Regions from separate parts of the Danio rerio genome. Here region 1 is linked to region 2. A link is a contact called in public Hi-C data. All regions are on one chromosome and are shown on one strand. The core of a region is the stretch at or near the end of the contact, and the rest is flanking DNA. Distances in the headings are between cores, read along the strand shown.

Evidence for each region. A called contact is a pair of places that touch in the nucleus more often than the background predicts.
Region 1: a Hi-C map of embryo shows a contact between it and region 2, with 2.3 times the contacts expected there. The contact joins two enhancer-like sites. A contact is called at or near these places in 1 of 18 Hi-C or Micro-C datasets (embryo) and 1 of 4 datasets of contacts at active chromatin or transcription factors (caudal fin).

What each region holds. Positions count from the first base shown.
Region 1 is chr7:69,878,209-69,882,973 of GRCz12tu, forward strand. No RefSeq gene overlaps it. Among named protein-coding and RNA genes, the nearest start is that of tpcn2, 150 kb to the right of the region's middle. Within about 2 kb of position 2,358, at least 21 of the 62 cell types and tissues checked have an H3K27ac peak or open chromatin away from gene starts, as enhancers often do.
Region 2 is chr7:69,746,149-69,751,097 of GRCz12tu, forward strand. No RefSeq gene overlaps it. Among named protein-coding and RNA genes, the nearest start is that of ccnd1, 110 kb to the left of the region's middle. Within about 2 kb of position 2,118, at least 19 of the 62 cell types and tissues checked have an H3K27ac peak or open chromatin away from gene starts, as enhancers often do.

The DNA of each region.
Region 1 (4,765 bases), core at 1,108-3,607, 130 kb after region 2:
TAAATGATGACAAAATTTAAGATAACTAGAACCATTTGAGGAAACTGATTGCAACAAACCATTTTAGTTCAAAAATAAATCCTAATGAGAACTGTGATCTTACTCCTTTTGAGTAAACGGAGCCATTTGAACACAGTAAAACCCGATAAATGAAGAGAACTCAAACCAACTGAGTACTGTAAAACCCAATAAGTTAAGGCAACTCAAACCTTTTGAGAAAACCGATTGCATTTGAGTTAAAAACTAATCTATATAAGTACTGTGAACTTACTCCATTTAAGCTGAAGTAATAAGGAATTTAATTAACTCATTACTTTTAACACTGAGTTCAAAACTCTTTTCACATGAGTAGAATTAACTTTCAGTAAATTTTGAGTTAACTACACTCATTTTGTTTAATATAGTTGACTGTTTGTTTTTATAGTATATGGGAAATAATTGTAAGCCACCATTAAATTCTGAAAAGTTATGTAGAATTGACCTAAAGAGTTAAAAAAAAAGGTATCATAGTTTATCATTTGTTTCTGAAAACAGTATGCAATTTCACTTTCAGTATCAAACTATAAAATTCAAGGTCTTGGGATAAAAAGGCAATAAAAAAGTCTTGGTTCATTGAAGTTAACATCCCTGAAATCATTCCACAGTATACTCTAGAAGCATTAGGCAATGTAAGGTACAGTTCAACCTCATAATGTAGGGGGAACAAACAAAAATAATAACTACTTTCAGATCATGACGTGAGAAATGGCCATAACACATTGTCTTATTGTCATCCAAGAAGTTTCTGTCATGCGATGTTACAAGAAAACCCAATCCTGAGAACCATGAAGACAAGCTCTGCCATTCCCTGATAAGCACAAACTATCACACACCCGTTTTTTTTTGCAGAGGGTGTTCACGGTCCACAATGACATTGCACTAATGATGTCCTGATGTTATGTCCTTCGGTGAGGGGGGTCTTGGTTTGGTGCGAGGTGGACTGGACACTGTGAGAATCACAGTATTGATAGCGGTGTCTGAAGCTTTCTTCATTATCATGCTTTCCAGGATGTCACATCAAATCTACATCACGGATGATTTAAAGTGACAGGTCCCAGACTCAAGACTTGGAGGCCATTGTCTTTCAGTCCCCGAATTCAAGAAAAGATAGCGGGTGCCGTTTAAGCCCAAGCCTCAACAACCACTTGTTGGTGTAGGAAAGTGGAAGGGAATTTGCAGGGCTGTTTTTTTTTTTACATGTTGTATGCTTATGACGAACACATGGTATGGTTCATTTAGTCAGTGTGGTCAGATTTATAGCATTCTTCCCTTCAACTCTAGTGTTTCAAAGCTGAAATTTGCATGTCTGGATGGCCAGTCGCACAATTCAGTTTTTAAACATTCACCGATTTAGAATCAGCTGTAAGCGGTGAGATTTTCCGTTGAGCAATGGGACAGTTGAAACCTCTGCATGACCTTGAGAAGATGTATGAGACCAAATGGGGGGGGGGGGGGGGGGGGGGGGGGGTTGACTTGTCTGCCATGATTGTTATGGCTTACCTCAGACCAGCACCCTGTGGGCCTCTGGACACACAACAGTGGAAAAAAGCAGCTGCGTACAATTATGAACAGCCACCAATGAACAGAAAATACCTTACCCCTCAAACCAGGTGCAATCTATCACGGCGAAGGTCTCAGGGCTGACCTGGGATCAGGCCCTTGTTTGCATGACCAAGAACCCGAGTCATTTATCAAAGCAGCATCTTTGAGATGGACAAAGCCACCGGTTCTGTTTAGGCTGGTGTGTCCTTCCGTTTACTTGTAGCTGGGTCGGCCATGCGTGTCATTTAACTTGTGAAAGAATACAAGAGAAGGTGATGAGAGACCCCTTCATCATTAATGTGTGTGTAAATATGACAGGGATTTTCTTTTTTGGCCACACACAATTAAATGGCTGCGTATGAGCACACCCCAAAGTTAAACATTTCTCCTAGAAGACAGAAAACGTCCTTTGTTCATATTGAAAATGACACACTTTCGAAAAAATTCGCTCCACACAGTACTATTATTAGAGTATGACAGGATTCTCTTACATTTATTTCCTAAAACATTTTTTTTTACGCTATCTTAACCGAACTGCACCTCAGTTTCCCTTTTAGACCTCATTGGAAGCATGTAAGAGGAAATGATGAGCTGTTTACATTGTTCTTTTTGTTAATCAGGTACACTCAGTGGGAAATGAACCAAAGGTAAACATCAATAATAGCATTGAACGTTTAAGTTCCGCTATGTCGGCATCCGCCCCTGTTTGAACATTGTAGGTCAGGTGACTGATGGCATAAACATTTGTGAATGAAGGAGCGAGCTGCTGATATGAAGAGGCCTCCATTCATGCATTCCAGCCTCTTAGGGAAACATGAGCCAAGGGCAGAGGGAGGGATCAGGATCCTGCTGTACAGGCACAAGGCTATTATCCTGTTCGCTGCAGATCACATGGGCAACTGCAAAAATGAAGAACTGTTCAAATTAATGAGCTGGATGAGTTCATATGTGGGGAAATCAATGATAAAGCAATGAGTGAGTGAATGTTTAGTTAATAAATAAATGAGTAAGCAGCCATGCAGAGAGAGTGGGAGAATAAAAGAAACTACATTCTTGTAAATGGATGAGTGAGTGAGTGAGTGAGTGAGTGAGTGAGTGAGTGAGTGAGTGAGTGAGTGAGTGAGTGAGTGAGCTATACAATTAATAAATTAACATCATATTAATTAATGAGTAAACAACATTTTAAAAAGGTGAAGAAATAATGAATAATTGAATGAATGAATGAATGAATGAATGAATAAATGAATAAATGAATAAATGAATTAATTAATTAATTAATTAATTAATTAATTAATTAATTAATTAATTAATTAATTAATTAATTAATTTTAATTAATAGATGACATAAATTACTGGAAAGCATAAATAATCCAGATTTACTGAATAAATGAATATATGAATGAATGAATGAATGAATGAATGAATGAATGAATGAATGAATGAATGAATGAATGAATGAATGAATGAATGAATGAATGAATAGATAATTAATATTGTTTAATTCATGAATGACTGAAAAAATAACCAAACAATTGAGATGAACCAAATCAATGATTGCTTAAATAAATTAAATTTATTGGATGGCAAAGGCAATTATTAAATTATAATTTAATTCAATCAATAACCAGGGTAATAACTGATCTATAATGACCAATCATTTCAGTGAATGAATTTTTATTAATATTTTTCATTTACTCAATAACTTTCTCACTAAATGTCTGGTCATTCATTTAATCAATCACAAATTTGTGAGCAAAAAAATGGACAATCCTGCCATGAGATAAATATTTTAAAAAAATTATTGAAATTACCCAATGGGTGGGTAAATGTTTGAATGAATTAATGATTAAATAAATGAATTATCAGACATTCAGTGAGCGGATTAATGAATGAGTGAGTGATTAGACATTCAATGAGCACAATGAGCAGTAAATAATTTACTGACTGATTGACTAAATGAACGGAACTTCAGACATTCAGTGAGCACATGAATGAATAAATGATGAATGATCAGACATTCAGTGAGAACATAAATGTATCAATCAATTAATGAATCAATGAATGAATGACGAATGATCAGACATTCAATTAATTATCAATGACTGACTGACTGACTGACTGACTGACTGACTGAATAAGCGAAAGGTCAGACATTTAGTGATTACATGAATGAATGAATGAATGAATGAATGAATGAATGAATGAATGAATGAATGGTCAGACATTCCTTGAGTACATGAATGAATAAATAAATGAATGGTCAGACATTGAGTGAGTGAATGAATGAATGAATGAATGAATGAATGAATGAATGAATGAATGAATGAATGAATGAATGAATGAATGAATGAATGAATGAATGATCAGACATTCAATTAGTGAGTGATTATTGACTGACTGACTGACTGACTGAACAAAAGGTCAGCCATTTGGTGGTAACATGAATGAATGAATGAATGAATGAAGGAATGAATGAATAAAGGAAGGAACGAATGAACAGACGAACGAACGAACGAACGAACGGACGAATAAATGAATAAATGAATGAATGAATGAATGAATGAATGAATGAATGACAAATGATCTGACATTCAATTAGTGAGCAATGATTGACTGACAGACTGAATGAACAAAAGATCAGACATTCAGTAATTACATGGATGAATGAATGAATGAATGAATGAATGAATGAATGAATGAATGAATGAATGAATGAATGAATGAATGAATGGACATTGAATTATTGAGTAATGATTGACTGACTGACTGACTGACTGACTGACTGAATGAATGAAAGGTCAGACATTTAGTGATAACATGAATGAATGGTCAGACATGCAGTGAGTACCTGAATGAACGAATGAATGCTATTCAGAAAATGAGCAAACAAGCTGAATGGACAAATGAGAAGAGAGTGCATGAATGAGAACTATCATAAGTGTAGATGTAGATTATTGTCAGCACCTCAATAAATAAGTGTTCAAGGCTCTTCCTGTCTGCGACTAAGGAACGAGTGTGTTTATGGCATGAACATCTGTCTGCATATGCTTGACAGCGCTGGCTGGTCAATTGTACAGTATGAAGGAGGTAACCCAACTCCACAGCCAGCTGTTGCTCAATGGGTGTTCTGAAGTCAGGAGAACATTACTCTTCACACTGGCCCCCTTCAGCCAGCACTTCTGAG
Region 2 (4,949 bases), core at 868-3,367:
TGATTACAAGAAGCTTTTTGTAATATTGGGTAACACTGTAGTATAGAAACAACTCTCACTAATATTTTCTAGTGGTAGGTGACACGGTGGCTTAGTGGTTAGCATTGTCACCTCATAGCAAGAGGGTTGTTGGTTCGATTCCTGGCTGGGCCAGTTGGTGTTTCTTGGAGTTTGTTGACGTGGGTTTCCTCATTCCTCGTGTTACTCCACAGTCCAAAGGCATGCACTATAGATGAATTAGATTAACTATACTGGACATAGTGTATGAATGTGTGTGTGAATGGATGGCCGCAGTGTATAAGCAGGGCCAGCTTTTATCCTTACTTTACAGTCCTTACTTTTATCTGCAACACCCCCCCCCCCTCCAACCACTAGGTGCGCACACCAGTGCTGCAAGTCGATGGCTGTCCTCAGTGCCCAGCTACGACTCAGGACAGAATATTTTTGCCGGGCCACAGAGCCCCATTCATTCATTCATTCATTTTCTTTTCTGCTTAGTCCCTTTATTATTCCAGGATTGCCACAGCGGAATGAACCGCCAACTTATCCAGCACATGTTTTACACAGCGGATGCCCTCCAGCTGCAACCAAACCCTGGGAAACATCCATACACACTCATTCACACTCATACACTATAGGCAATTTAGCTTACCCAATTCACCTGTACCACATGTCTTTGGACGACTTGTGGGGGAAACCGGAGCACCCGGAGAAAACCCACACGAACGCGGGGAGAACATGGGAACTCACACAGAAACGCCAACTGACCCAGCCTAGGCTTGAACCAGTTACCTTCTTGCTGGGAGGCGACAGGACTACCTATTGCGCCACCACATTGCCCCTCACAGAGCGCCGATCGTTTCATTTTCAATAACATGGGGACATGCGCGTCCAGTGTGCGTTACTTCCAACTCTCATGTGGGCGCCGTGTTGCGGCGCTGATTGGAGTATCCGAAGTGCTACCCCTTTAATGCCTCATTCACACTAGCAGCAACTTTGTAGCTGCCTGTCGCTTTGGGTGGCGACCTTCTGCAATCGCAGGTCTTTGTAGGTGTACAGTCCGGAGAATACAACCGGCCTCTAAACGAGCTGAAAGAGGATCACATGAGCTCTACTGGTGCTCCTATTGGCTGTTAGGTTCACACTTAGCTGATGATTGATTATAAAGCTTGTTTGGCATGCTGTCCCGAGGGAGAGCCCTGAGCTCATAAGATTCTCGAGCCTGGGGCTCCCTCCATTTTGCAAGGTGAGAGTTTGAGCTCAGGTATTTCTCTAAAACTCTCCTGCTGTAGTAGTTAATAAACACATAGTGATTGTTCCTAAGAGATAACTATTTAATAGGAGCATGTCTATGGTGCCAATTTGGATTAGTCACTTAACTTAAGTTGCATGTTTTTGGAAGGTGGGAGGAAACCGGGGAACCCAAGGGAAACCCACGTGAGCACGGGGAGAACGTGTGAACTCCGCACAGAAACTCAAGCAATCATAGCATTCCACAAGCAATCATAAGCATGTGATCTTTTCGAAATTAGTGTATAAATAAACTTCCCATCAAGAACATATTCTGCATGATCTTATTCTACATGCCTAACATATCTTAATAACAATTGATAAGTAGCAGATTAGGAGTTTATTGAGCTAATTGTCACAATTATTTGTTTTTTAATAGTAAGAACTGCACTTTGAAATAAAGTGTGACCAAATATTGATTACCTCAAACTATTTACAAAGCTCTAGGTTAGTAATTGTCTTTACCATTGCTTTAAAAGTTGACGATTGGATGGAAATGTATAGATCACTCTTTGAAGCAATCATTAACATACAATTACATAATGTGAAGCTGGTATGACTTTGGCTACCATTCATGTGCTTTTATCAAGTTCCACATACCTCAGCATGTTGGTTCTAAAGAATAATGAACGGTCACAGAGCGCTGACATCAGTTTATTTTTCATTTCCTCCACTGCGTTCTGATTCATACATGATCAAGTATGTGATGATTGGAAAGTAATGATGTGGAAGAGTAAATATTTACAGATTGATAATGAGTATGGGAGAGCCGGCCACCCCCACTGCCCCCCTCATTGCCTACTGACCATCTTTTTGTAACTCCTCCCCTCCGGCCATACCATGCATTCCTCTCCAAATCTGGATTTCATTGATGGCAAATCCAGTTTGCAATGGTGTAATTCCTGCTGAGGATTTGTACTGACAGCAATGGTTAGGTTGATGTCTACACCGTGACATAAAATAAAGTCCATGTCAGTTGAGCCATTGATCCAGGATAAATGTTACCATAGTCAAGATGATTCAATTGAGTGAGATTTAGAATCCAAGATTGTTAGGTTGGAAATTGTGTTTAATCATTGCAGATTCAGTTCAGTCTGGTTGATTGCTGTGGATGTAGGTGATATGAAACATTGCTATGACCTTTTACCACGCTTGTCGGCATCGTAGTATGCCATTTCTGTGAGCAATTAGCTAAGATGTGGTCAAGTTGATATGGTCCAAATGAGTTTCCTTCATCTATATCACCTCATCAGCTGGTTTCTCCTGCTGAAAGATGCTAGGTGTTTATGTCCACTTCAAAAGACATTCCTGTTCTTCCAAAAAGACAGGGATCTCTGCTTTCAGTCCTTAGGCCAAGCACACACACATGACCTCCCCTCCTCCCGAACCTCTGCTTCTCCCCCACTCCACCTCTTCACCAGACAGGCCTTTCATGACTGCCCAGCACAAAGCCTTGCAGCTTGTGAGAGGAAGTTTCCAATTTCCAATTTTGCATGTGGGAAAATATGTACGTTTCTGAGAGGACCTTTTGTCTTGGGCCTTAATGGCAGCAATTGGAGTGCAGAGGTCATAAAATGCAGCGTGTCATCGACACTACGCAGGCATGCATGGGACTTTTTATAAGGTCTCACTCTAGGCTGCAAGCAGAATAGCTGCGGTTAAAATAACTGTGTACCACGTATGTTTTGAATATGTCTTTTATCTATTGAACAGCAGTAGCGGAGAGTAAATCAATATTTTTACCTCACTACTAAACTTTAGTGTTTTAAGTATCTGAATTATTATTTAAGGAAACTTTCTAAAATTTCTACATTTCAAAACAAAATACTGTACTTTTTACTTCATTACATTTACTGAATATAACAGAGTAAAGCATTAATTTGAAGGGGAGAAATTGACACCTGCTCAGAGATGAGGTATCAGTATTAAACTTGTGATCAAGCTGACATTTATCTGTTAACTGGTTAAATCAGTTCATAAATTACACTTAACAATTAATTTTATATTTGGACTGACGTCTGATAATGATTCAACAACTCACTGATTCAAAAGATTTGTTCGGAGTAAGCCTCCTGTAAATTATGTACTGATTCAAATGATCTGTTCATAGTAAATCTCCAGTAAATGATGCACTCATTCAAATGATCCATTCAGAGTGAGTCTCCAATAAACAATTAACTGATTCAAATGATCAATTCAGAGTGATTCTCCAGGAAACTATTCACTAATTCGAATGATCCATTCAAAGAAAGTCTCCAATAAATGAATCAATGATTCAAATAATCCATACAGAGGGATTCACCAATAAATTATTCTTTGATTTAAATTATACATTCAAAGTGAGTCTCTAGTAAACTATTTACTGATTCAAATGATCCATTCAAAACAAGTCACAAATAAATGATTCACTGATTTCAATCATCCATTCAGGGTGTCAACTATTCACTGACTCAAATTATATATTCAAAGTGAGTCTCCAGTAAATGACTTACTGATTCAAAGGATCCATTCAGAGCGAGTCTCCAAAAAACAATTCACTGACTCAAATGATCCATTCAGGGTGATTCTCCTGTAAACTATTCACTGATTCAAATGATCCATTCAAAGTGAATTTCCAATAAACAATTAACTGATTCAAATGGTCCATTCAGGGTGATTCTCCAGTAAACTATTTGCTAATTCAAATGATCCATTCAAAGCGATTCTCCAATAAACAATTTACTAATTCAAATGATCCATTTAGGGTGATTCTTCAGTAAACTATTTGCTAATTCTAATGATCCATTCAAAGTCATTCTCCAGTAAATGAGTCACTGATTCAAATGATCCATTCAGACTGAGTCTCCAATAAACGATTCACTGATTCAAATGATCCATTCAGGGTGAGTCTCCAGTAAACTATTTACTCTTTCGAAGGATCCATTTAAACTGAGTCTCCAATATGATTCACTCATTAAAATGATCTAGTTAAAGTGAGTCTCCAATAAACAGTTCACTGATTCAATTGATCAATTCAGGGTGATTCTCCAATAAACTATTCACTCATTCAAATGATTTATTTAGAGTAAAGTTCCAGTAAATTATTCACTGATAAAAATGATCCATTCAGGGTGACTCTCTAGTAAACTTTTCACTGATTCAAATGATCCATTCAGAGCAAGTCTCAATTAAACGATTCACTGATTTAAATTATTCATTCCGGGTGATTCTCCTGTAAACTATTTACTGATATCAACTATATCAATTTACTATATCAAATTATATATTCAGAATGAGTATCCAGTAAATGATTTATAGATTTTAATCAGACAAATGGATTTAAATGGGGTGTTGACGTGAATTATCATGTATTATCAGCGTGGTTATTAGACTATGACAAATTTTGTCAATTCAGCTTTCTTGAAAAATAAACATTCATCAGCAAGTACTATTGAAAATCAAATAATATCAACTCAAAGAACATTGAACAATGTTATTCTTCTACTGTAGCAATATTTTATTAGGACATCTGTACTTTTACTCAAGTGCCCAATTTGCGTACTTAATCCACCATTGTTGAACACCATGATGGATGAATCTTTGAAATCTGATCCTGCCAAATCTCAAAAAGAGGAAGAGAAGCTATAATGATAGGGATGTAATGACTTTATTGAGAACTT